7 separate regions of the Mus musculus genome follow, and all the other regions are linked to region 1. Evidence: chromatin contacts called from public HiCAR-type and promoter capture Hi-C data. All regions are on one chromosome and are shown on one strand. The core of a region is the stretch at or near the end of the contact, and the rest is flanking DNA. Distances in the headings are between cores, read along the strand shown.

Evidence for each region. Promoter capture Hi-C pulls out the DNA fragments that hold promoters and counts their contacts. HiCAR-type assays count read pairs that join an accessible place to other places.
Region 2: a HiCAR-type map of astrocytes shows a contact between it and region 1, with 4 times the contacts expected there. The contact joins the promoter of Nceh1 here to the promoter of Eif5a2 in region 1. A contact is called at or near these places in 6 of 39 promoter capture datasets (the 3T3-L1 cell line, 3T3-L1-derived adipocytes, hippocampal neurons and 2 more) and 1 of 115 datasets of contacts at active chromatin or transcription factors (astrocytes).
Region 3: a promoter capture Hi-C map of liver shows a contact between it and region 1, with 6 times the contacts expected there. The contact joins the enhancer-like site here to the promoter of Eif5a2 in region 1. A contact is called at or near these places in 4 of 39 promoter capture datasets (frontonasal cranial neural crest, hippocampal neurons, liver and 1 more) and 1 of 484 Hi-C or Micro-C datasets (the G1E-ER4 cell line).
Region 4: a contact with region 1 is called in a promoter capture Hi-C map of liver, with 5 times the contacts expected there. The contact joins the enhancer-like site here to the promoter of Eif5a2 in region 1. A contact is called at or near these places in 10 of 39 promoter capture datasets (the 3T3-L1 cell line, 3T3-L1-derived adipocytes, the HPC-7 cell line and 5 more) and 2 of 115 datasets of contacts at active chromatin or transcription factors (astrocytes and large pre-B cells).
Region 5: a promoter capture Hi-C map of hippocampal neurons shows a contact between it and region 1, with 6 times the contacts expected there. The contact joins the promoter of Ghsr here to the promoter of Eif5a2 in region 1. A contact is called at or near these places in 5 of 39 promoter capture datasets (cranial neural crest, frontonasal cranial neural crest, hippocampal neurons and 2 more).
Region 6: a contact with region 1 is called in a HiCAR-type map of astrocytes, with 3 times the contacts expected there. The contact joins the enhancer-like site here to the promoter of Eif5a2 in region 1. A contact is called at or near these places in 3 of 39 promoter capture datasets (the 3T3-L1 cell line, embryonic stem cells and maxillary cranial neural crest) and 3 of 115 datasets of contacts at active chromatin or transcription factors (astrocytes, extraembryonic endoderm stem cells and trophoblast stem cells).
Region 7: a promoter capture Hi-C map of hippocampal neurons shows a contact between it and region 1, with 4 times the contacts expected there. The contact joins the promoter of Mecomos here to the promoter of Eif5a2 in region 1. A contact is called at or near these places in 2 of 39 promoter capture datasets (hippocampal neurons and liver).

What each region holds. Positions count from the first base shown.
Region 1 is chr3:28,779,589-28,782,760 of GRCm38.p6, reverse strand. It overlaps Eif5a2 (eukaryotic translation initiation factor 5A2), which reads right to left and starts at 1,484. Exons shown (of 5, transcript NM_177586.6): 1 at 1,348-1,484; 2 at 545-745; 3 at 1-33. The coding sequence starts at 709. It overlaps 1700112D23Rik (RIKEN cDNA 1700112D23 gene), which reads left to right and starts at 1,639. Exons shown (of 3, transcript NR_166152.1): 1 at 1,639-1,790.
Region 2 is chr3:27,181,266-27,184,437 of GRCm38.p6, reverse strand. It overlaps Nceh1 (neutral cholesterol ester hydrolase 1), which reads right to left and starts at 1,434. Exons shown (of 5, transcript NM_178772.3): 1 at 1,223-1,434. The coding sequence starts at 1,360.
Region 3 is chr3:27,268,699-27,271,870 of GRCm38.p6, reverse strand. All of the region lies in intron 1 of Gm42192 (a long non-coding RNA gene), which reads right to left. Among named protein-coding and RNA genes, the nearest start is that of Gm42192, 10 kb to the right of the region's middle. Within about 2 kb of position 1,615, at least 105 of the 459 cell types and tissues checked have an H3K27ac peak or open chromatin away from gene starts, as enhancers often do. A contact at or near this core is called in liver and pre-B cells, where this site is marked.
Region 4 is chr3:27,319,633-27,322,804 of GRCm38.p6, reverse strand. All of the region lies in intron 1 of Tnfsf10 (tumor necrosis factor (ligand) superfamily, member 10), which reads right to left. Among named protein-coding and RNA genes, the nearest start is that of Tnfsf10, 4.1 kb to the right of the region's middle. Within about 2 kb of position 1,439, at least 43 of the 459 cell types and tissues checked have an H3K27ac peak or open chromatin away from gene starts, as enhancers often do. A contact at or near this core is called in liver, where this site is marked.
Region 5 is chr3:27,369,701-27,372,872 of GRCm38.p6, reverse strand. Ghsr (growth hormone secretagogue receptor) reads right to left here and starts at 1,522. Exons shown (of 3, transcript NM_177330.4): 1 at 1,431-1,522; 2 at 287-1,234. The coding sequence starts at 1,076.
Region 6 is chr3:27,477,062-27,480,233 of GRCm38.p6, reverse strand. The region is part of intron 11 of Fndc3b (fibronectin type III domain containing 3B); the gene reads left to right. Among named protein-coding and RNA genes, the nearest start is that of Gm32738, 3.9 kb to the left of the region's middle. Within about 2 kb of position 1,528, at least 18 of the 459 cell types and tissues checked have an H3K27ac peak or open chromatin away from gene starts, as enhancers often do. A contact at or near this core is called in astrocytes and trophoblast stem cells, where this site is marked.
Region 7 is chr3:30,018,414-30,021,585 of GRCm38.p6, reverse strand. Mecomos (a long non-coding RNA gene) reads right to left here and starts at 1,646. Exons shown (of 3, transcript XR_003954597.1): 1 at 1,446-1,646; 2 at 1,033-1,115. The region is part of intron 2 of Mecom (MDS1 and EVI1 complex locus); the gene reads left to right.

The DNA.
Region 1 (3,172 bases), core at 235-2,734:
GCCAGTGAAAATGTCAATTCCAACAAGGTGTACCTGACAGAGGAGAGAACCACAGGAAACATGTTTAATCTCTGTCAGCTATGTCACTCCCTACACAGCAGCACAATCCCAGCTCTGACTGTAATGGAGCCTTTCACCTCTTCCAAGGTCATCTTACTTTCTTTAAAAAAAGTTGCAGTGACACAGAACGAGATTCAGTAAGTACCCAAAACCCGAACAGTTTCATGGCATCAAAACTCAACACACCACACACGTCAGCAAGTCAATTAACAAGAGTCCACAGAAAGTGAAAACCAAGTCTCTTAGAATTAGAAGAACAGGCTTGTTTCTACTAAACACGGATTTAAAAAAGTTTTAGTTTCCAGTTAATGAAACATTCTAAGGGTCCGATTAAATGGAGAGCTTTACTGAGAGTAATGTCTGACCATTCAAGAGACTGAGGGGAAGGAAAAAAAGTTATTTTTCAATATAGAAACCTCACGATGTAGAATGGAACACGAATGATCTTAACGGTGAAGCCAAAAAATGACTTGGAAGGGCCTACCTTGGCATGACCATGCTTCCCAGTCTTGGAAGTTGACATCTCCACGATTTTGCATGGTCGCCCTTTGAGCACGACGAAGCCGTTTTTGCGCAGGGCTGAGCACTGCATAGGATAAGTGCTGGAAGCCCCTGCATCTCCAGTAGTGAAATCAATTTCGTCTGCCATGGTGGACTGGGGAGATGTGCGGTTTTTCTGAGGGAACTATGCGAAAAGTTTGTTTGCGTTTTAATAACCGGCATGCAGGCGGGGTTATGTCTCATTTTGAAGACAGGTAGCCGAGCATCACTAGCCCGTTATGTTTGCATTTATAGAACACCCACTCTGAGTGGAGTATACTTTGCCATTCAGGCCTCTGAAAACTTTTCCAGCCCTTGGTGGGAGGTGGGGAAAGGAGCCGCAGAAGAGCTCGCCGGAGAGTGAAGGCGACACCAGCGCCCAGCCGGCAGGTCCAGTCCCCACCACCCCACCGCAAGAAGTGCCCACGACCTTCCTGCGCCGGGATGCGGGGCCCGGCGCCTCCCTCCGTCCCATCCCCGCTGCCAAGGTATCAGCCAGGCCGCAGGTTCGGGGAAGACTGGGACAGGAGCACCCGGCCGGTTGCACCTGGCCCTCAGTGCGCCTAGGACCCGCAGCGGCGCCGCCCTGGCATCCCGGTTCGGCCCAGCGGTAAAGGGCCCTAGCTCCGGCGGTCCCGCGCTTGCCGCCCTCCAGTTCCCAAGCATCTCGGCTCCTCCCCTCGCCCGGACCCCAGCATCACCGGCTGCATCCCCCGCCGCCCCGCCGACCCGGCCCCAGGTCTTCACCTTCCGGCCCCGCACCGCACGCCTTTGCTGCGTCCGCCGGTCCCTGCGGCTGCGGCGGCGCTGGCGGCCGCGGCTGGTCCAGGAGACGGGGCGGGGCCGCCACGCTTCCCACACCCGGCTCCCCGCCCCGGCCCGCCCAGCCCGGGCCCGCCCCGCCGCGACCACACTTCCGGGATAGGCCCCGGCGCGCCACAGGCCCCGCCTCCAGGTCGCCCATTGGCTCGAAGCTTCCCGAGGTCCCGCCCCGTCACGTGAAGCTCGCCCTGGCAACCCCACGTGCTGCGGATTAGTGCACTTCCGGCGTGCAGAGCTGCCTGCAGTCGACTGTTTGAAGCTTCGCAGTGTTCCCGGGCGAGATGCATCCTCATCTTCAGTTCGGCGCCCAGTTGACCTTGGGGACGACTATTAGGACCAGGTAGCTTGCTCTGGGCCCTAGCACGCAGGTGCGTGGATGCTGTCACTTAATGGTCTTCAAACTCTCAAGTCCTGCTGATTTTGCAAGAGTCCCGAGTGTTGGTGGAGTGGAACTTTGATTCAAGCTTCTGGTACAGCTTGCAGCCCTCCTTGGGGCTGGAATCCGTGCTTGGAGCTCGAAGAGTGCTAGGTGTGGTATGCTATTTCATGATTCTGCATTGTAGATCCTCAGAGGACTCCAGACACTATGACGAGGTGCTGGTGAAGTCAGCAGTGTTCTCAGGGGCGGGAAATCCCATGTACCCGAGACTCTACGGTGACCTTTGATCTTCCTGGCATCGGTGTGCCCTAGAGTTTGAGGTTTTGTTTTTGTTTTTGTTGTTAAATGATTAAAGACAAAGATTCTCGAGAAGTGTGCTTTCCTTTCACAGTTTTATCATAGCTTCATCTCTCACCTTGGAAAGAATCAAGGTAATTAACTGACCACCCCACAACCCAGTTCATGTTGTTCAGTGATTTGGTATTGCTGTCCTATAAACAAATCTAGTCTCATAGTCACTTACACGTATATGCAGAACACATTTCATTTGTGTTGTCTAGAAGCAATAAGCACATGGCTTCCATAAAGTAAACTCTGCCTCTTGTTACAGAAAGAGCCGAATTAGGACCCCTGGCTTCTGAGTTCCCTCTGCTTTTCCCTATTGTTGTTGTTACTATTGCTCCTGCTAATACTTAAGTAAGAATTACATAGTGTACTGTTTCATCTCTATTATTAAATCTTGACTACTAAAGTTTTTGTTTAAACTAAGGTTAATGTTAGAATATATATGAAATAAGATTTAAGAGGCTTGAAAAAGGAAATCAGATGTACGATCACCTCCATTGTCAGGATATAGTAGAATATTATCACGTTCCAAAATTTTCTGTGCCTTTTGGTCATCAGCCCTCTTTTTCACCCCTACCTTACACCCAGCCAGACCTTCCCAACTATTAACAGTTACTCTTTTACTCCTCATTTTGAATTATGGGGAAAGGCTGGGCAGGACAATAAGGCAGGGTATAAGAGCCACTCATAATCAAAGTTGAAATCACTTCTTTGTCTATCACCATATTCATGTAAGATTTGTATGTGGACCCAAATGACTATTTAATTCGACAAATACAGTGACTTTTCCCGAGGTCTCTAGAACACTGAAGTGGCAAATTCTCAGCCCTTGATTCTGGGAGAGTTACAGTATTAGGTTCCTTGTAGGTTCCGGAGGCCACATTTTCATGGTGAACAAGTGATTGGTATGTTTAGTTCTACAAGAGGCACGTTATTTCACATGTATTTTTTTAACTTTGGGCGTGTGGCTAAAAGCACTAAGCCTGAAGGTATTTGATGTACCCACTTGTCTTCTCTATTTGGCAC
Region 2 (3,172 bases), core at 185-2,684, 1.6 Mb after region 1:
AAGGAGAAAAAAAAAAAGAGCAGGTAGGTAGCAGCACATGCCTCTCAGAGTTCCTGGGGCAGCTGCAGTCAAGTTAGAGGCTAGCCTGGTCTACAGAGCAAGTTCCAGTATAGCCAGGGTTATAAAGAAACTTTGTCTTGAAAAAACAAAACAAACAGTATTAAGGCTCAGTGTTGGGCAGAGGTGGAGGGTGGCTTGATTGTGGAGAAGCGCTGGGAACCTGCATATCTCTGACTACTCAAAAATACGATGCAGTCATGGCGTTCAGCCTTAGCTGCAGACTGCGCTTCTGATACTAAAAGCAATCCTCCTATCATGGAATAAACCAATGACACTGTCCTCCCCACGGGGGAGCAATGTGCAGGAGCAGGATACAGTGCAGAGAAATGCCACCCTGCAGGTTAAAAGAAGGCCACACCGCTCCGGCTCAGGCCAAGGTTATCTCCCAGACATCGAAGGACGCAAAACAAATGCCACAAGAAAACAGCCTTCAAACAGGGACCGTTACAGCCCTCCGGGATTGCTAGTCTCCCGGCCTTCTTTTCTTCCGCTGAGCTGAGAAATGCCAGGGAGAGAACCGAAGGTCAGAGCGGTTCCTCCTAGCCTGCGATCCCCAGAAGGAGCGCTAAGGCCTGGGGACGTTAGGAGACTGCCTGTGCCCGCTTCTGCTCACCGGTGAATCACAATCCCCTTAGCAAAAAAAAAAAAAATTAACTCCTCCTTTGCAAGCCAGTGGGACAACAGAGGTGGGGGCGAGGTGGTTTATAAATTACCAAAGGCTCTGGCTCAAGACACAGCGAACCAAGAAAGCAGGGGAGCTAATTAGGTCCTAGGAAAGGTTAAACAGCTGTCAGAGACGCCAGGCGAGGAGAACTTCACCTGTTTCCACTCCTATCTGCCTGTGGACTTCAAGGATGCGAACAGGACATCCTCGGTGCCCGGGCTAGGGGTCCTGGGGAATCGTGCACTCTGAGAAAACATGGGTGACACCGGGTGCCCCCACTGCATTACACGGATGCAAACACGACACCCTCAGACCCCAGAGATCAGAAGAAGCAGGGAGAGGCAGATGCGCGTTCACGGAAACACGGGATATCCCTATTGCAGGACAAGGATGCAAATGTGACATCCTCAAAGGGCCCATGGGCAACCGGGATAAGCGATGGGGGTTTCGTTTAGAGGAGCAAGGACGAGACGGGGCATCCCCTTTCGCTCTGCTCACCACTTGCTGCGCGCCGCGGAAAGTGGCGTCCAGCAGCATCAGTTTCCAGGGGTCGGACACCGCGCTGGGCAGTGGGATGTACACGTAGTAGGCAGCCAGAGCCAGCAGAGCGGCCAGTAGGACGCATGACGACCTCATTGTCCCCAGGCCGGGCTGTCCGGAGCTGACCGCGGTACGGTGCGATGCTACCCGGAGAAGACCAGCAAGTTTCTGCCAGCCGCAGCTGCTGTTTCACGTGTTCCTCCTCAGGCTGCGAGCCAATCACAGGCTGCGTCGGGAGGAAGTGGGAGCGCGGATGTGCCCCCTCCGCGGTGTCCTTGCGAATAGCTGCGGGCTCGCCAGGTTGCAGGAAGCAGGGTGGTGCAGCCCGGAGGACACACAGCAACCAGCAACCCCTGGCGGACACTGTGAGTATGACTGCCTGCGATGCCAAGCTGCCTCTGAAGGTGTGGCAAAAGGGGTTCCGGGTCAGCCTGAGCTACCAGAAATAGTATCAGAAGAAAAACTAACAGTAACAAACAAACAATAAATCCGTTGGGTTTGGCACACTTAACTGTTATCCTTGGTCTTGAAAGGAGGAGACAGGATGAAGGCCAAGGTCATCTTGGACTGCATAACAAGTTTGAGTCCATACTGGGCTAGATGAGAAACCCTGCCTCAAGAAAACCAAAGTATCAGACAAACAAGCAAATAGAAAACTCAGATAGTTGCACTGTGCAACTTTCAAAGAATATAAAGCATCTGATCAAAACAAAGAGACTACTGCAAAAGATACCAAAACTCCTCTCGAGAGAAACACTTGATAAAGTCAGTAAGCGGTTTAAAAAGAGAGTTTCTGGCATGGTGGTGCACACAGCCTGGTTCACATTGTGAGTTCTAAGCCACCCATGGCTATATGGGGGGCATTGCACAACAAACACACAGATACACATACACACACACACACACACACACAGAGAGAGAGAGAGAGAGAGAGAGAGAGAGAGAGAGAGAGAACTAATACCTGATTTCTCATAGCTCATGCAATAAGGCCAGTGTTGGCTTCCAAATGCCCTCAGCTGGGCCTGGTGATAGCACCTGTAATCTCAGAATTGGGAAGGTGGAAACAGGAGGACCAGGATTTTGAAGCCAACCTGGGTTATATGAAACCTTGCTGGAAAAAAAAAATAATAGAAAAAAGGTCTGGGAATTCAGTTCAATGACAGAGTGCTTCTCCCCCCCCACACACACAAAGCCCTGGGGTTACTTCTCAGCACCATATATAATCAGTAAAGCAAAGATCTTATCGTAAACTGTTTGTTTTTAATTATGTGATGTGTGTATCTCTGTGTGGAAATGTGCACAGGAGAGCAAGTGTTTGTGGATGCCAGAAGAGAGCACGGGATTCCCTGGATCCTGAGCGGCCTGACATGGGCGCAGGGAACTGGACTCTGGTCCTTCGCAAAACCTTTGAAAAGTGAACACTTAGCTACCAAGCCATTTCTCCACCGCCAAGTGGCTGCTGTTGTTTTAAGAAACTACAGTGATTCTTGATGCTTCCTTCATAGCTTGGAAAGGAGTTTTGTTGTTTTATTGTTTTCTTCTTGGTAATTTTTTTAATGATGCCACTTAAGATAAAGTAAAGCCCTTTCATCATCCTTCCTGTTATTTCAATTCACCACAAATAACACCAAGAACTACAAGAGCTGGAGAACAAGACCATGGACGGAGTTGACTCTCTGCACTGGGGGCAGATAGTTGCCTTTGTCAGGCATGCATTTTACCACTAAGCTGCATCTCGGCACCTGGGTTTTTTGTCTTGTTTTTGTTTTTTGAGATGGGATCTCCTAGTATAAAGTCATCCTCTTGTTTCAGACTATAATACTGTCTTTACAGGTACTTGTCACCACGTGTAGCAAGACTATGTATATATGTTTTTCAAGACAAGGTTTCTTTGTGTAGCCCTAGCTA
Region 3 (3,172 bases), core at 366-2,865, 1.5 Mb after region 1:
TGGCATCTGCTGTCACCTGAATTTTTGATCTTAGGAAAAGAATGTTTTCTATGATAAGAAAAATACCGATAATCCCGGAGACTGCAAAGTGGAGGGTTGAGTTAAAAGCTAGCCTGGGCTATGTAATGAGACCCTGACTCAAGTCAGACCAAGCACCCTGCAAACAATAAGGGCGAAAGAAAGAAAGGGAAAGAATTTAAGTCTAAGCATAAGAAAAAGAATCATTCTATATTTGTCAGAAGAAACATTGATAAAAAGAACTGTCTGTGTGTGTGTGTGTGTGTCTGTCTGTCTGTCTGTCTGTCTGTGTGTTTAAGAGAACAACATAAAAGCTAACTCTACTGCTCCTTGTTTATTAAGTTATGTTTAGGTTTGGTCTGTTGCTATGTATTGTAATGCTAAGTGAGGGCCTCCAAGACCTGATTGTCCCCAGAGATGAGAGTTTGCACATAGACCTAAGTGATGCTATGTGACTTTGCTCCCAAGTTATTTCTAATTAGTAAATAAAGATGCCTACAACCTATAGCTGGGCAGACTTGAGATAGGTGGTGCTTGGTGTTCCCTGCCTGGGATCTGAGGAGAGGCAAGGAGGGAAGAAGAGGGGAAGAAAGGAGAAAGACTCCATAGGTTGAGTCATGGAAAAATAGCCCGGAGGGCTGGCCAACTGAAGTCAAGAACAGCCCAGATGAAACACAGTAATAACTCGGAGTTATCAATAGGAAATAGATTTTAATAGCATAGTGGGTAGATATCTGCCCAGCTCTAGTGCTGATTAAGGCTTATTGTAAATAATAAAAGTTGTGTGTCTTTTTTCCAGAAACCGAATGATCAAAGGCAGAGTAAAAACCTCGGGTTAGGATTAAATATTTTCAACAACAAAAGTTACATTCACTAGATTATTTTCTGAATGCAAATTTTCTTTGTCCGAGACGGTTGGAGGTCTTTCATGTAAAAGAAAGGCTCTATCAAGGTCGGTAGAGCATTGAAATAGCAGACCATTTGAGTCTCCAACGGCTGAGGTGGGAAGAGGAAAGGGGTCACCCTCTGTCTCAGTCCAGCTGCATCCTGCCCCTGGGGGAGGAACAGGGTTCTCTGCCCTGAAACTTCCCACTACAGAAGGCAGGTTAACCTTCGGGTTGAGCAGCAACAGCTGTGGGTGTTTCTCCTCTGAAGAAAAATTCTGAAGAGGTGAACTTGAAATGCTGAAGGAAAGGAAACATAAGGTTCAAGTCACTTACGTTGCAGGGTAGAGCCTTAATCCTGCTACTGGAGGCCATCCTAATTACCCAAGCCTCCGATGGAGCAAGCCTGATGAAGCAAACCTAGAGACAGAGATTGGTGGAGACAGTACTATTTGAGTTCAGGCTTTGGGGTTAAGGATTCCCCTTTTTCAAAAGGAAACAGGCGGGCCAGATGTCTCCATGATCACACCTAACAGTTTGACAGAACCAGGCGCCAGCCAGTCTTGCTCTGTGAACAATGAAAGCAAAGGATTTGATTCTTTGTTTCCCTTTACGGTTCTGGAAATTCCAGTGCTCACCCCAGGAAGTCTCCTCTGAGAGCTGTCAATTCTGGGGTTGCACAACAGGTTGTTGTAAATTTACAAGGCAGGACAGACTTGCCAAGTGCCCTTGACTGAACTTCAGTGCCCCCTACTGCTTCTTCCTGGGCTTTGCTTCCTCCCAGCTACATCCATAAAGACTATGCCGGAGAAAGAAACAGTGTTGTCCTGAGAAAACCAGTGTCTATAGTAACTGTAGCAGCTGGCTGTCAAGGTAAAGTTTGTGTATAATGAACATTCTTTGAAGGGGCAGGCAGGGGTGAGTAGGAGTCTCATGCAGTCCAAACAGTTGTCAAAACCACTCTGTCACTAAGGATGACCTTGAACTCCTGGTTGTCCTGAGTCACCACATGTGGCTTTGCATACCTGTACTCTTAAACACTGAGTACCTTTGCCAGCCTGCTGTTCTCCCAGGTGGAAATCACCCTCTTCTCCATGGGATGAGGTGTTACGAATTCTGCAGGACTTGAGGTCAGCACTGCGGATTTAAGCCCTTGGAAACTGTTCCTGAGAGATTAATGTGGCTTTTTTCCAATCATATATATATGTATACATATATATATGCACACACACACATATATATACACACATATATCTGTATATATATGTATATATGTGTGTGTATATGTATATATGTATATATGTATATATATATACACACACACACTCTCTATATATATACACTGTCTCTTTCTATATATATATATATAGAGAGAGAGAGAGAGAGTGTGTGTGTGTGTGTGTGCCTTGTATATGTGTGTACGTGTGCCTGACGGGGCCAGAGGAGTAGCAAATACTCCCAACCCCTGAGCACCATCTCTCCAGCCCTGAGATTCATTGTAGCCGGCAGAAAATTAGTTTGCTTATAATTTTCAGGAAACTGGGTGGAGTATATCATAGATAAATTTTGAATTGAGTCCAAAATAATAAGGTAGTGTATTCTTTTGGTGAGGGTGCTAAGTGTATTGTTGGGGTCAGGTCCTGTCACAGGAACACATTCACTTGGCTGTAGTCCCAGCTTTCAGTATATTACTGTACTCAACTAATTAAGTGAGCTAAAGCCTATATTAATGTAAAAAGAAAAAAAACTCAAAGTCTTCCCTTGCACGGAAAAAAATCCATTTTTTTTTTAATTCATAGAGAAGGGGAAAGAAATCAGAAGCAAAACCAAACAGATTAGCTTTCAGATGGTAAGACACAGGGCACTTCAAAGTGGCAGGGAATAGAAAAGCTAAGCTGGATTGCCCTGAACACTTCCTCCCTGCTGACTAGCTTCCAAAAATGCTGAGAGACACCATGTAGGCTAACGGGAAATGAGCCTTACCAATGGACATAGATCCCACATGCCACGAGGCAGGGTTTGGGCCCTGAGCTGTGACTGTTATGAACGTAACTAATCAGTTTCTAGTTGAAACTAGTCACAGGACAGAATTTTGGCCAGGCTCTGTAAACCCGCCCAAATCCCCAAAGCTGGGAAGGTCATAGGTTGTAGTGGTTTGAATAGGAATGGCCCCATAGGCTCATATATTGGTCATTAGGGAGTGGCAGAGAATAGGAGATCTGGCATTGTTAGAGTGGTTAGGCCTTGTTGGAAGAAGCGTGTCACCAGGA
Region 4 (3,172 bases), core at 190-2,689, 1.5 Mb after region 1:
CTATTCTGGCGACACCTTTGCCTCCTCTCTCCCTCCACATCCTTACTTCACCACATCCTTTCTGCCTCAAGAAATGTGTCTGTGTGAAGAGACTCTAAGCTTTATTTGTAACTGCTGGATTTTCGAGCAGAATTTTGGAAACCTTAATTATCCAATCGGACTGCCAGAGTCGACAGAGGATTGGGGAAATCTTAGAGGGAGTGAGGCCACCTTGCCACCTGTGCCAGTTGCTCGGACACCTGTGCACAGAGACAGACTCACTCTGTTTATGCTGTATAGTTAACAAACCTTGGGGTGTGCTGCCACAGTCTATAACCACAGATGTGCTCCAATCTCTTACATAAACGTAGAACTGAAAAGTAGCAATAGTTATACTCTATTTCTCGGGGAATATACAAACTTGGGGCAAACAAGATGACTCAAAGACCAACGTATTTATAACCAACCTTATGACCTGAGTTCAATCCCCAGGACCCACATGGTAGAAGGGAAAAAAATTAACTCTTCCAGGTTGTCCTTTGATACCACCCATATGACACAGCATGTTCCCCCCCACAAACACACATAAATAATAAATAAATGTAATTTTAAAGAAAGAAATATACAAATTTAGGATACAGAGACAACACAGTCAGGAAAATGCTTGCCAGACAAACTTGTGGACTTGAATTCCATCCCCCAAGCCACATAAACAAAGTTAGGACTAAGCCAGGCAATGAATGGGGAATGCACGAATCTAATCCCAGCCTTCATGAGGCAGAGGTAGACAGATCTCTGAGTTCAAGGACAGCCAGGGCTACATATAAAAACCCTGTCCAAAAAAAACAAAAAAAAAAGGAAGAAAGAAAGAAAAAGAAAGAAAGGAAAGGGAAAAAATGAAAGAAAGGGAGAGAGAGAGAGAGAGAGAGAGAGAGAGAGAGAGAGAGAAGCAAGGCAGTCCTGGAGTCCCAGTGGAGAGAAATGGAGTCTGCGGTTGGCCCCTGAGAGACTCTACCAGGTGAGTTCCAAGTTAATGAGAGACCCTGACTCAAATAATAACTGGGAAGAAAGGAAGCAAGAGAAAACAAAAGAAAAAGAAAAAAAAAAAGGTAGGTGGTATCCAAGAAATGACATCAGAGGTCGTCCTCTGGCCCCACACGTATGCGGAGATTCTTGACCAGCATGCCCTATAATAAATAAATCACCATCAGCCATAATTTTCATAATTATTTTCAAATAAAAGGAAAATCTACCTCACCCACTTGGAAAAATTTCCAACTGATTGGGATTATCAAAGTCCTGCTCCATAGGACATACAAACTGCAGGGCCCCCGGAGACCATTGCTATCTGTGAATTTTGTACAGCCATTTTTCTGGAAACTTTCCCTTACCATGCAGTTCCAAACAAGACAGCAGGTCGGATGTTGCACTGTGTACTGGGCAATGTGCACAGTGCAGATTACGTGGGGGATGGGGCTGGCGAGTAGTGCCTGGCACCCACAGCCCTGGGCTCTGGCTCTACCCTGGCTCCAAAGCCCTGTCTAAACTTGGATAATTCATTTCTCCATCAGGTTCTAGACAAGGGAGTGGGGTGTTCACCATCCCTGCCACTCCTCGGCTCCCTAGAGCATATGTCTACCCAACTTGGACACGAGCAACCTGAAGTGGAGTTGGTTTTAACTCTTGTCAGTTTGGCATTCCCAGTCCCGGGGGATTTTCTGCGTTTGTATCTAGGTTCCTCCTGACATAAAGTCCAACTTTTTTCAAAGGAGGAGTTAAATCCTGATTATAAACCACTAGCCAAGTCAAGTCTAATCAGAGGAAAAGGTGGAAGGAAAGCCAGGCCATTGTGTTCACACTATTGTCAACACAGGAACTCCTCTGAGTTATTTAAAAACAAAGCATACTCTTTTAAAAAATAAAATAAAAGTGTGTGTGTGTGTGTGTGTGTGTGTGTGTGTGTGTGTGATATGCAGGGTCTCTCACAGGGCCTGGAGTTCACTAGTAAGACTACATATACCCTCAGCCAGCAAGCCTCAGGGATTCTTCAGTCTTCTCCCTGCAAGCACTGGGATTACAGGTGCATGCTGGGTAATTAGGATCAAACTTGAGTTCTCACGTGTACATAGGAAGCACTTCCCTGACTGATTCCTCCCTCCAAACACATTTCAAACATCTGGTTTATGTGCACCCCCACCCTCAGCCTTACTGGACTGAGAAATGTGATACATTGTGTTAGCATTTTGTCTTACCCCCCCCCCCCAGGTTACCTGGCAACAGCCAGGTGTGCCTGACTCTTCCCCCTCCTCTCTCTCTTGCCTTCTTGCTCTCCATCTGTCCTCTTTTCACTTCCTCCTCTCTCCCATTACCTACCCTCCCCCTTCTCTCTCCACATGTTTATGGCTGACCTCTACTCCTCTGCGCTCTCTCTCCCTCTCCCTCTCCCTCTCCCTCTCCCTCTCCCTCTCCCTCTCCCTCTCCCTCTCCCTCTCCCTCTCCCTCTCCCTCTCCCTCTCCCTCTCCCTCTCCCTCTCCCTCTCTCCCTCCCTCTCCCTCTCTCCCTCCCTTTCTCTATCTATACTACCCTCTTAACTCCCTTCCCCATGCCCTCAGGAGAAGAGATACCTCAGCATGGGCCTGCAGAGGCACCCCCTACCCCCACACCTGACTACAGGTCCACCAAACATTCTTTTCCCTGTGGTTGTATAAAACACAACATTTGGTTCCATGACTTGGATCAGAGTTCTAATCACTATCCGATCACGGGAGAGACAAATGCTAACTCTTTGAGCTTCACTTTGATTTTTGTTCAGACACTTGCTCTTCTACCCACCAGCTTTTCAAAGTGTGACTTGTTTGTTTGAGAGTTTTTCAGACCCACTTCTTTGTCTGGAGGACAGTGGTTATTACAGACTTACAAGTGGTCAAAGTGCAGACAAGATAGATGTCTGCTGGGCATGGGGTAATCTATGCCACTCCCTCACCTCAAGGTCCAGGCAACTGCAGGGCAGAAGTCTAGAGGTCTAGGCTCAGTCAGTAACAAGCAAACAATGAGCTCAAGGTTGGGTGAGTGTCTTAGTCAGGGTTTGTATTCCTGCACAAACATCATGACCAAGAAGCAAGTTGGGGAGGAAAGGGTTTATTCGGCTTACATTTCCATACTGCTGTTGATCACCAAAGAATGCAGGACTGG
Region 5 (3,172 bases), core at 273-2,772, 1.4 Mb after region 1:
TAGGGGACTCAATAAACCATAATGAGGTATTTCCATCTTGGACCAAATTTCCCAGAGCAGTACTCATTTAGGGAATTGCCAATATGAGGGGCTTTTTCGTGGAGAAGATACAGGGACAGACAGAGGAAAAAAAACCCGAAAGCAGTGAGACCAAGAACCAAGGACAGAGACAGACAGAGACTTGAGAGACTTAGGGAGAGATGGAGACGACCAGAAACAGAAATAGAGGGCTCTGGCAAAGAGCAAGCAGTGGGGGAAGAAAAGCCACCGGGGTGTCAGAACTCACCAAGCATCTTCACTGTCTGTTTGTGGTTCTGGTCCCTGAGCGAGGAGCCCACCGCCGCGTCGCCGCGCCTCCGCCACAGCTTCCTCCCGATGAGACTGTAGAGCACAGTGAGGCAGAAGACCGGCAGGAAGAAGAAGACGCTCGACACCCATACCATCACGGTGAGCAGCCCAGAGCGCACAGCGAACTCGGTGGCGCGGCACTCGTTGGTGTCCCGGGGATCTGTGCCGTTCTCGTGCTCCACGCCCACCAGCACGAAGATGGGCCCCGCGCTGCAGAAGGCCACGGCCCAAATGACAAGGATGACCAGCTTCACACGGCCCTTGGTGACCACCACCTTGGCCCGCAGCGGGAAGCAGATGGCGAAGTAGCGCTCGACGCTCAGCGCGGTGATGGTGAGGACCGTGGCGTAGGTGCAGCTCTCGCTGACAAACTGGAAGAGTTTGCAGAGCAGGTCGCCGAAGTTCCAGGGCCGATACTGCCAGAGGCGGACGAGGTCCAGCGGCATGCACAGGAAGATGAGCAGATCGGAGAAGGCCATGCTGGATAGGTAGAGGTTGGTGGTGGTGCGCAGCTCGCGGAAGCGGGACACCACCAGCATGGTGAGCAGGTTGCCCGAGATGCCCACCACGAAGAGCGCCACGCAGGTGGCAGTGACGCCCGCCAGCAGCGGCGCGGGGAACAGTGGCAGCAGTTCGTCAGAGAGTGAGTCGTTGCCGGGAGAAGCGTCCCAGTCCAGGTCCAGCGTGACGTTAGGCTCCGGCTCCTCGCTGGGCGTCGCGTTCCACATGTTGCCAGGCTTGGGGTCGCAGCCGCGCGGAAATCTGGTCCCCTGAGGAGGTCCTCCTAGGCGCGGAAGAGTGGGGGCCGGGCGGGGGGCGGCGTGGGGGGAGGAATGGGCGCGAGCAGCAGGAAGGATGCTTGGGGAAGAGAGAAGTGAGAAGAAGCCTAGGAGAAGGTGGAATGGGGGTGCGAACATTAGCGATGAAAGGAAGAGAGTGACCCACTGCACGTCTCTCCCTATTTCCTTCCGTTCCTCCTCTCCCCTCCCTCCCACATCTCTCTTTTCTTCCCCCTTCCCACTATCTTCCCCACACAGTCCCGGTCTCCCAATACAGCCTCGACTGTACACGCACTCACTTACCTGTCACTCTATCGGCGGCGCCACCAGCAGTGCCTGGCACTGGAGATCTCGCCCCAGCAGCCTGTCGTGCTCCCCACAGCGTCCGAGTGCGTGGGCTCTGCGGAAGGCAGGCGCTGCAAAGCGAGTGTGTGAGGGCTCCTCTCTCCACTCTTGGGCGCTAGGGTGGCCGGGAAGGATAGGTCATTTGGGTAAAGTAATGAAGGGTGGAGACCGTAGTGAAAGATGCCTTCAGCAGCGGGATCAAAGCTCTTCCTTCACAGAGAGACGGGAGAAAAAGCGAGTGTTCCCCTCGGTGGAGAAAGAAAGGCAGAGGGGAAAACGGAAGCTTCTATTTGTATTCAAATCAGAGGAGACAGTGCGCACCTGGGAAGAGCTTCTGGCAATCTTAGAACACACCCCAGTGGGTGTTCGCCCGGATTTTAAACCCAGAATCTGCTCTGAGATCACAGATCAAAACCAGAGCTGGTTCATTCTCCAAGTGTGCGAAAGCCCTGTTCTAAATCCCAGCCCTAGGACTTGGTGTGGTTAAGGGGTATGCTGGATGAGCATGAAAGTCACCTTTACAAACTGAAGTAAACTAGCGCAGGGACAAGAACGCTGCAGAGACCCACACAGGGGGAAATGTGTGGCAAGTGCAGGAGCAGAAGCAGCCTGTGCTGCCAGGCTGGCGCACGTCGAGGGTGAGCAGTAAACTTCTTAAAAGCTTGGTTTGGAGAGATCAGCTACTTAGAAGCTGCGATCCCCCCCCCCCCCCCCGGCCAAGAGCTCCAACCTTCGGAGCTTTAGTTTGCTGTTGTTTCTTTGTAAAATGCTAGACAGCGTAAGGATCATTGGGGATGGAAGCCAAACATCTGAGATGCCTGAGCCATTTGACAAATTAATAAGGGCTAGCGTTTCTTCCTGGTTGCTAGTGAGAAAGGGGATTTTCATTCGATGGGAATGAATTTCAGGGCATCTCGGTACTAACAAGGGTCTTCCGAGAACGACCTGCGCATCTGCTGTTCAGATCTGGGAATCCACACCTGAAAAATTGAGAAGACCCTTTGAGAGCTCAGAGCCTCTTCATGGTTCCTGCTCATTAACAGGAACTGTTCAGCACCTCGGCCAGCGCCCGAGCCCCTCACATGTGCACGTGTTCTGATCTGCCTCCTCAAGCCTGAAGCTTTTCCCAACAGTCTTGTGCTTCAGTGCTGAAGGAGGGAGACCACCCACCAAAATGCAGATCAATCATTAACAGTTTCTTGCATACCGGAGTGCAATACCACATGCCTTTGCTAGATGGCTTATTGCCTTCTCTATCACCTAAATTGTTAGCTCACAAGTCAGACAGGAACTCAGTGTATGCACATGTACATGAGACTCACAATGAAAAAAATCAAAATATTGTGTGAAGGAAGTTTGACTCACAGTTTGCCTGTGACTTCACCACACCATGGCTTAGTTACACTGATGCATTACAGACTTTGTTCCAAATTGACTTTGAATTTATCTAAAATATCGTCAAACCCAGAGCCATCAAGATAGCTCAGCAAGTAAAAGAGCTAACCTCCAAACCTGATGACCAGAGCTCCAGCCTCAGAGCCCACCTGTGCATATGAGTGACCTCCACATGGCACATAATAGATAGATAGAGAGAGAGAGAGAGAGAGAGATGTAAAAATAGGTAAAATATAAATAAATCTGTATTGTGTTATCAAGAAGCAGTAGAGGGTTTTATAGAAATTGATCCAGTTCTTCATGAT
Region 6 (3,172 bases), core at 279-2,778, 1.3 Mb after region 1:
CAGCCTGTCTCCCTCCCTCCCTCCTTTTCCCACCCCCATGTGAGTGACTGAGAGATAAATGTGTGGAAAGCAGAGGTTGGTTTCATGTTTCTTCCTTAATCATCCTCACCTTGGTTTTTTGAGCCATGAGCTCTCTGAGTTAGCTCAACACTGCCACTAGACCGGCCAGCAACCTCCAGGGAGTCTTGCCTCCACTTCCCCAACACTGATATTCCAGATGCAGGTGCCCTAAAACTGAGCCATTCCCCAGCCCCAGGCAACTGCTTCTCCTGCTAACTGCCTCCGTTCCTTCCCCTTCCACTGGAACATTCTCAGCCCGTTTCCTGCTCCCGCCAGAGCCCAGATGCACACCAGTATCTGGAGAAACTTGTAGCGAAGCCATGTCAACTTCTCTAAACCAAGGCCCCAGTGACCATCCCTGCCTGTTTCAGGTAGCCACGCCTCCCGTGGGAAATGAGTAGCTAGTGTTCCTGGGGCTGAAAGGTGTGCTATGTCTGTTCCCTGCATGCAGCCACAAACCACCCCACCCTCCATCTTGACTTGGAAAAGTTACTGTGCCTGTGAGGGTAAAGCGGGGCCTGGCACTGGAAACTATAAATCTACCCAGATGTGCAGTGTCCCCAGCTCCCCCTCATAGGCCTCAGCTATTATATAGCTTGCTGAACACATCTCAAGCCAGTATTTATCTTTGATGTTGCCTAGAGTCTGCCAGTCCTGGAACAACGTCTAAATATAGATGCATGAGCAGACTAAACCATAGCATAGAACCTGGCAAAAGTTCATTTGGCCAGTGTAGCCTTGTTTCTTTTGGTTTTCAATTGAATTTTTATCACATTAAACTATACTGCTGCAGGAAGTGCCCAGCTCAGTGACTTGGTCCGTGTCTGCACTCCATAGCCATGGTCTACCGTAGGTGACACTCTACAATCAACTTCATGTAACTTACTTAGCAGGCAGTAACCACCCTGGAAAGTGCAGGGAGAACAGTGGGAAGAGAGAAAGGATGCAAACATGGCCAGAGAGAGAGTTCGTTCACCGTGGGGTCTGGCACCTTTAGCTTAGCCATTTGTGAATGTGTGTGTTCATGTGGGTGTGTGTGTGGAGTCAGGTGTCATTCCTCGGGCACCGTGCGCCTTCTTGTTTTGTTCTGTTTTGTGTTTTTGAGACAGGTAGGCCAGGCAGCCCCGGGAACCTGTATGGTTGCATCCCCAGCTCTGGGATCGCAAGCGTGTGCCACCTCACCGTTTTCCTGTGTGGACTCCGAGACACAGCTTTAGATCCCCTGCTTCTATGGAGAGCATTTGCCAGCTCAGCCATCCACCCCCGTTCCCCTGAGCCAAGAATGAAGATGTTGTGGAAAATAAACAAGGGGGCATTGCTAATCTATTAATTTCAAGGCAATTGAAAATGCCAGCCAGCTTCAGTGGTCGGTGCCAGTTTGGTTGGACATCTCTTCCAGCACTGGTGGTGCCAAGCTAATTGGGAATGTTAGCCAGAGCATCGCAGCCCCCACGGTGTACAGAGTTCCTCTGGCAGGCAAACGCAAGCCTGAGTTAATTGGGATGCTCGTGAATGATGTGTGTAGAATTAGCCCAGAAGTGCTCAGTTCCTGGAGCAGAAACCAGCCCTTGTAGAAAGTCCATCTTCCCACGTCCCGAGGACAGCTGCCCTGAGGATAGTCAGTAGAGGAAGAGCCACTGGAGAAAGCTTTTCTTACTGTTTGCCATCTTTCTATTACATTCTTTGTCAAATTAACACAAACAGAAACATGCTGTTTTTAAGCCCATTTTAAAGTTTAAAAATTAGTCAGGTCCTATAAACAGAATCAAGTACTTTTTTGTGCCCCTCCCTACCCACTTTCAAGCAGGCTGCGCCTTCGGTCAATTGGCTTTTCTCCTGGATCTCTTTCCCTTTGTGTCCTCTCAGAGAACTAGAAGCCTGCCTAGGGGTGGAGGTCCTGGGGAAAGCTGTTTTATACATGCTCAAACCTTGGAATGGCATGCAAAAAAGTCTCAGCCCAGGGACTGGGAATGTAACTCAGAGGTACAGTGCTTCTCTATCTTGTGTAGGCCTCTGGGTTCCATCCTCAGTATGAGAGAGAGAGAGAGAGAGAGAGAGAGAGAGAGAGAGAGAGAGAGAGAGAGAGAGAGAGAGAGAGAGAGAGAGAGAGAGAGAGAGAGAGAAAGAAAGAGAGAAAGAGAGAAAGAAAGAGAGACCAACCCCAAGAGCAATTTTTTTGCTTGGTCTAAATTGCAGTTCTGTAAAGTGAAATAACTACATTGCCCCCAAGAGGCAGTGTGGATTAATCGCTGTTGTCTAGATGTTTGACTATGACTTTAGCAACTGCAGTAAGTACTTTTTGAAAGCCATTTGAAAGGTCCTTTACTTTATCAGATGGCTTTGAAAGGACATGCCCATAGCTTAGGGCACATAAAAGTGGAACCTTTTGTTTAAGCGCTTGGTCAATGAGGCTCACGGTCTTCTGCAGGCCTCTGTCTCTGTCATGCAGGATGTACAACAGAAGTTGGCTAAAGTTAAGAGAAGAGACATACAGAGTATGGAACTGTAGAACACGATACACAGTAATGGCTTTCAATCACCACATTTTTAACATGGTTACTTTTGAGAGACCCATGTGTGTTACAAGATGGCCTCAGCTTGGCTTGGTAGAGTGGCTTGTGTTTGAACTGCTGATCCTACTGCCTTGCCTCCGTGTACAGGGATCACAGGTGTGGGCAAGCACCCTGTTTGTGTAGCACTGGGCATCAGACCCAGGTCTGTTATACACCTAGTCACATACTTTCATGGACCCTATTGCAGGGATTAGTTCAGCTTGGGAACAGCCGGTCAGCACTGTGAATCCTGAGGGTCAGTTGTGAGGGATCATTGATCCAGTGGGAGTCCTGAGGCAGTTCTGTTGTCTGCTGGAGAGGTCTCTGGTGGCTTGGAGATTTCTCAGGGCATGGCATGCTCAGAGCGGTCATGATCATGGCAAAGCGAATGCCCGAGCATAGAGGCAGACAGTGTGTCGGGAGTGCAGAAGCCCGTGTGTCACTCCTGTATGAGGTTCTGGGAGACAGTCACCTATGTGCATTTAAGGCCTGGAGCTGGAGAGTGACTATTTTTTCACAGATAGGAATGAAAGAATTCCATGTCCACCGTCGCTCCCTGT
Region 7 (3,172 bases), core at 397-2,896, 1.2 Mb before region 1:
GGCCTGGAAGCTGAGCTTGACGTCAAGTTGTAGAGGACATTGAATTTTGGATCAGTTTTTTTTTTTTCCACCAATAAAGTAGGATCTAGTGTAATTTTTATTTAGTTTAGTTTAGTTTGAAAAGTGTGGGTTTTTTTTGTTTGTTTGTTTGTTTGTTTATTTATCGATTTTTTGCTTTTTTTGTTTTTGGTAAAGTACATTATTACAGCCTTGTTATTTCAGAAAGATGAGTTTTCACTGTTAAAAATGCCATAGAAACTTGTAATGATAAGAATTCCACTAGGACCATTCACATGGGGAAGGAGGAGGGAGAGAGCAAATCAACTCGAACAGGTTAACAAAGCCAATGCCTGGCCACTTGGGGAAAGGGAGAAGGAAAAATTTAAAATAAGTTGCAGCAAAATCTAAACTGAGCCCAGGGAAAAGGCTGACACAGAAATGAATTTGGGGGAGAAAGTAGCAAAATGGCCAGGATTCTACTCTAAAACAACAAAAATGGAAGACATGTTTGTGGCCGAGTCCACAGACAATGAGCTATGTATCAATATGTATCAACTGATTCCTCTGGGTTGGGGGAGGGGGCTGGGGGGGGGCAGCATCAACCAGCCAATATCAACCAGCCAAGGATGGCGTTCTTTCAAATGTGTCCTCATGTTTTATCATAGTTACTCTCACAAAGACGTACAAGTTTAGTGTAGTTTACTGTGAAAAGACACCAACTGAAGGTAGCCGTGTGAGTGGCTCCATCTTCTAAATCATGGTGCTTCTTAAGGGCAAACCTGCTACGGGAGCTGGCTTTAATCCAGGAGAGAAGCCCAGTGAAGGAGAAAGGCTTTGGACCCAGCTGATACCAATCAGTAGGCAAAAAGGAAGAAGTAGGGGGTGGGGGAGAGGTAGATAAGATTTAACCTGAGGTCACCAAGGTAAAGTGAATTCCAGGCAGAGTGACAATAATTACATCAGCACTATCAACAATAGTAGTCACTTTGTATTGACCAAATGCTGTGTCCCATGCAAGATTCTACGACTTACGTTTAGTGCTTCATACGATTCCCTCACACTGGGATAGGTCTGCATTTCAATGACAAGGTCCTGCAGAAGGTTGGGCAGTAGATCTGGACAATATAAAACAAAGAAATGAGTCAAGGGTGTGCAGAAGCTGAAGATCTGTGACCAGATCATTACAGTCATTCAGATGGATGGTCCCAGGCATCCAAGTTTAGGCTCACTAAGACCAAGCACGCGTCTGGTCAGCAAATACCTCTTTAGTACTTGTTTCAGCTTAGACCCTAGGCAACAAGGGGTAAATTATACCTACCTAATTCTCGTTTTTCTGGCATGTGAAGTTTACCAGAGGACATTGTAAGTAAGGCATGCCTTTTCTGACCTGAGGGGCGGGTGTGATGTGTGGGCGAGCACGCATGCGCGCTCCTGTTCGAGCTTACCTCTTTGGGTCCCTGTTCACCTTTGTTTATAAGGCTCTCTTGCTGATTAGCCTGATTAGCAGAGGACACAGTAAATGGGAATGGAGAAGCTCAGGTGCATGCCAGACATGGACAGACATCTTCCAGGGAAGCAGAGCGAGAGCGAGAGAGCGAGAGAGCGAGAGAGAGAGAGAGAGAGAGAGAGAGAGAGAGAGAGAGAGAGAGAGAGAGTGAAAGAGAGAGAAAGAGAGAGAGAGCAAGAGAGCGAGGAGAGAGAGAAACAAAAAAAACCCAAACGAATTGTTAAAATTCTCCTCTCCCAAAGTCAAGATAAGAATTAGGGCAACTGACGTTGGAGCAGAACAAAGGATTAAAAAAGTACAGTCACACTTGCAGGCGGGACTAGCTTCCGTGTTGTGCATACGTGGGTGTTTACTTGAGTCTGGTATACAGACACATTGCAACTTACTTATTTTGACCTGTTCCCACGGAGTCAGAGCACCTCACGCTTACATTACCCAATGGATTTTCCCAACACTCTCATTATGCTGATATTATGAAACTTGCATGGAAATCAACTCAAAGGTTAAGTGACTTACCCAAAGGTACACAAGAGGAGTGGAGGCGAGGCGTGCATGCCTTCCAACTCACTCTCTCCACAGATTAGAAGGCTGAAAGCACTTTTGAGTAAGTTTCTAAAACCCTGGGGAGGACTTCGACCCTGGAGTTATTGCACACTGTGCTAAACACTGTCTTGAAAAGGCTGAATTAATTAAAATGAATAAAATAATGAAAAAGAAAAAAGCAATTCGTACAGAGTTGAGGTGAGTTCCAAACACATTAACTGCCTTAGTTCTGCTCCAGCATAGACATAAGAGAAGATTTGGCATTTTGAGAATGACCATGGTTAGTTTTCTCTAGAAACTGAAGATAGTTATAAAATGCCCTCAGTGGTATAAAAGATGCCCTTTATCCTATTGGCACAGGTGTACGTTGTGCGTTTTGTGACTCTTTGTTTCTTAGACTTGTGAGTATATATTGGCTTGTCTCTTTTTTTCCTTTTGAATGTGTTCACATCGAAAGCATCAGACAGTCAGATAAGAGAAAAAGAATGCTATTCTGTGCTCCCCTCCCACTTTGCTGTGTTTTATTAAGCTGCTTATTTATCATACGGTGTTCACTGAAACTTTAAAAGAAGCCTTTTTGTTGTGATACTTCAGCCACTCAGCATAATGGCTCAGGAAATAGATCAAAATAGCCAAGGAAAATATTTTAAATATGGCAGCTGTAGTTGAAGTTTGGGAAATAAATCTTTGAGAACAATAATTTATTCACTTGAGCTGTTGTTTCAGCAAAGTATTTCATCTTAGTTTCAGAATAGTTGCTATTCATTACTAAATATGTTTAAAAATCGAAGCAGAGAAATTGATTTCATTCTTTCCAGACATCCTAAAAAATACTCAGGTGTTAAAGTTGGGTGCTGTATCGGTAAAAGCAATCAGATAGGGATTGTGGCTATGTGGTTAATTAAAGGTAGTAGGCGCCTTCGGGGTAACTTTGCATCATGGACTTATGGAGGACTTCACACTGTAGGGACAATAACGTGGCGCTCCTTCCGAATGTGCACAGTGCTGTCCTACAAAGACATCAAGATGTGTAGGAAGTCAACCCTCCTGCAGTCCTGCCAAGCCAGACTGACCCCGGCAAATGAAAATAATCAAAAGTAATTAGAAGCGTGCTGGATGACT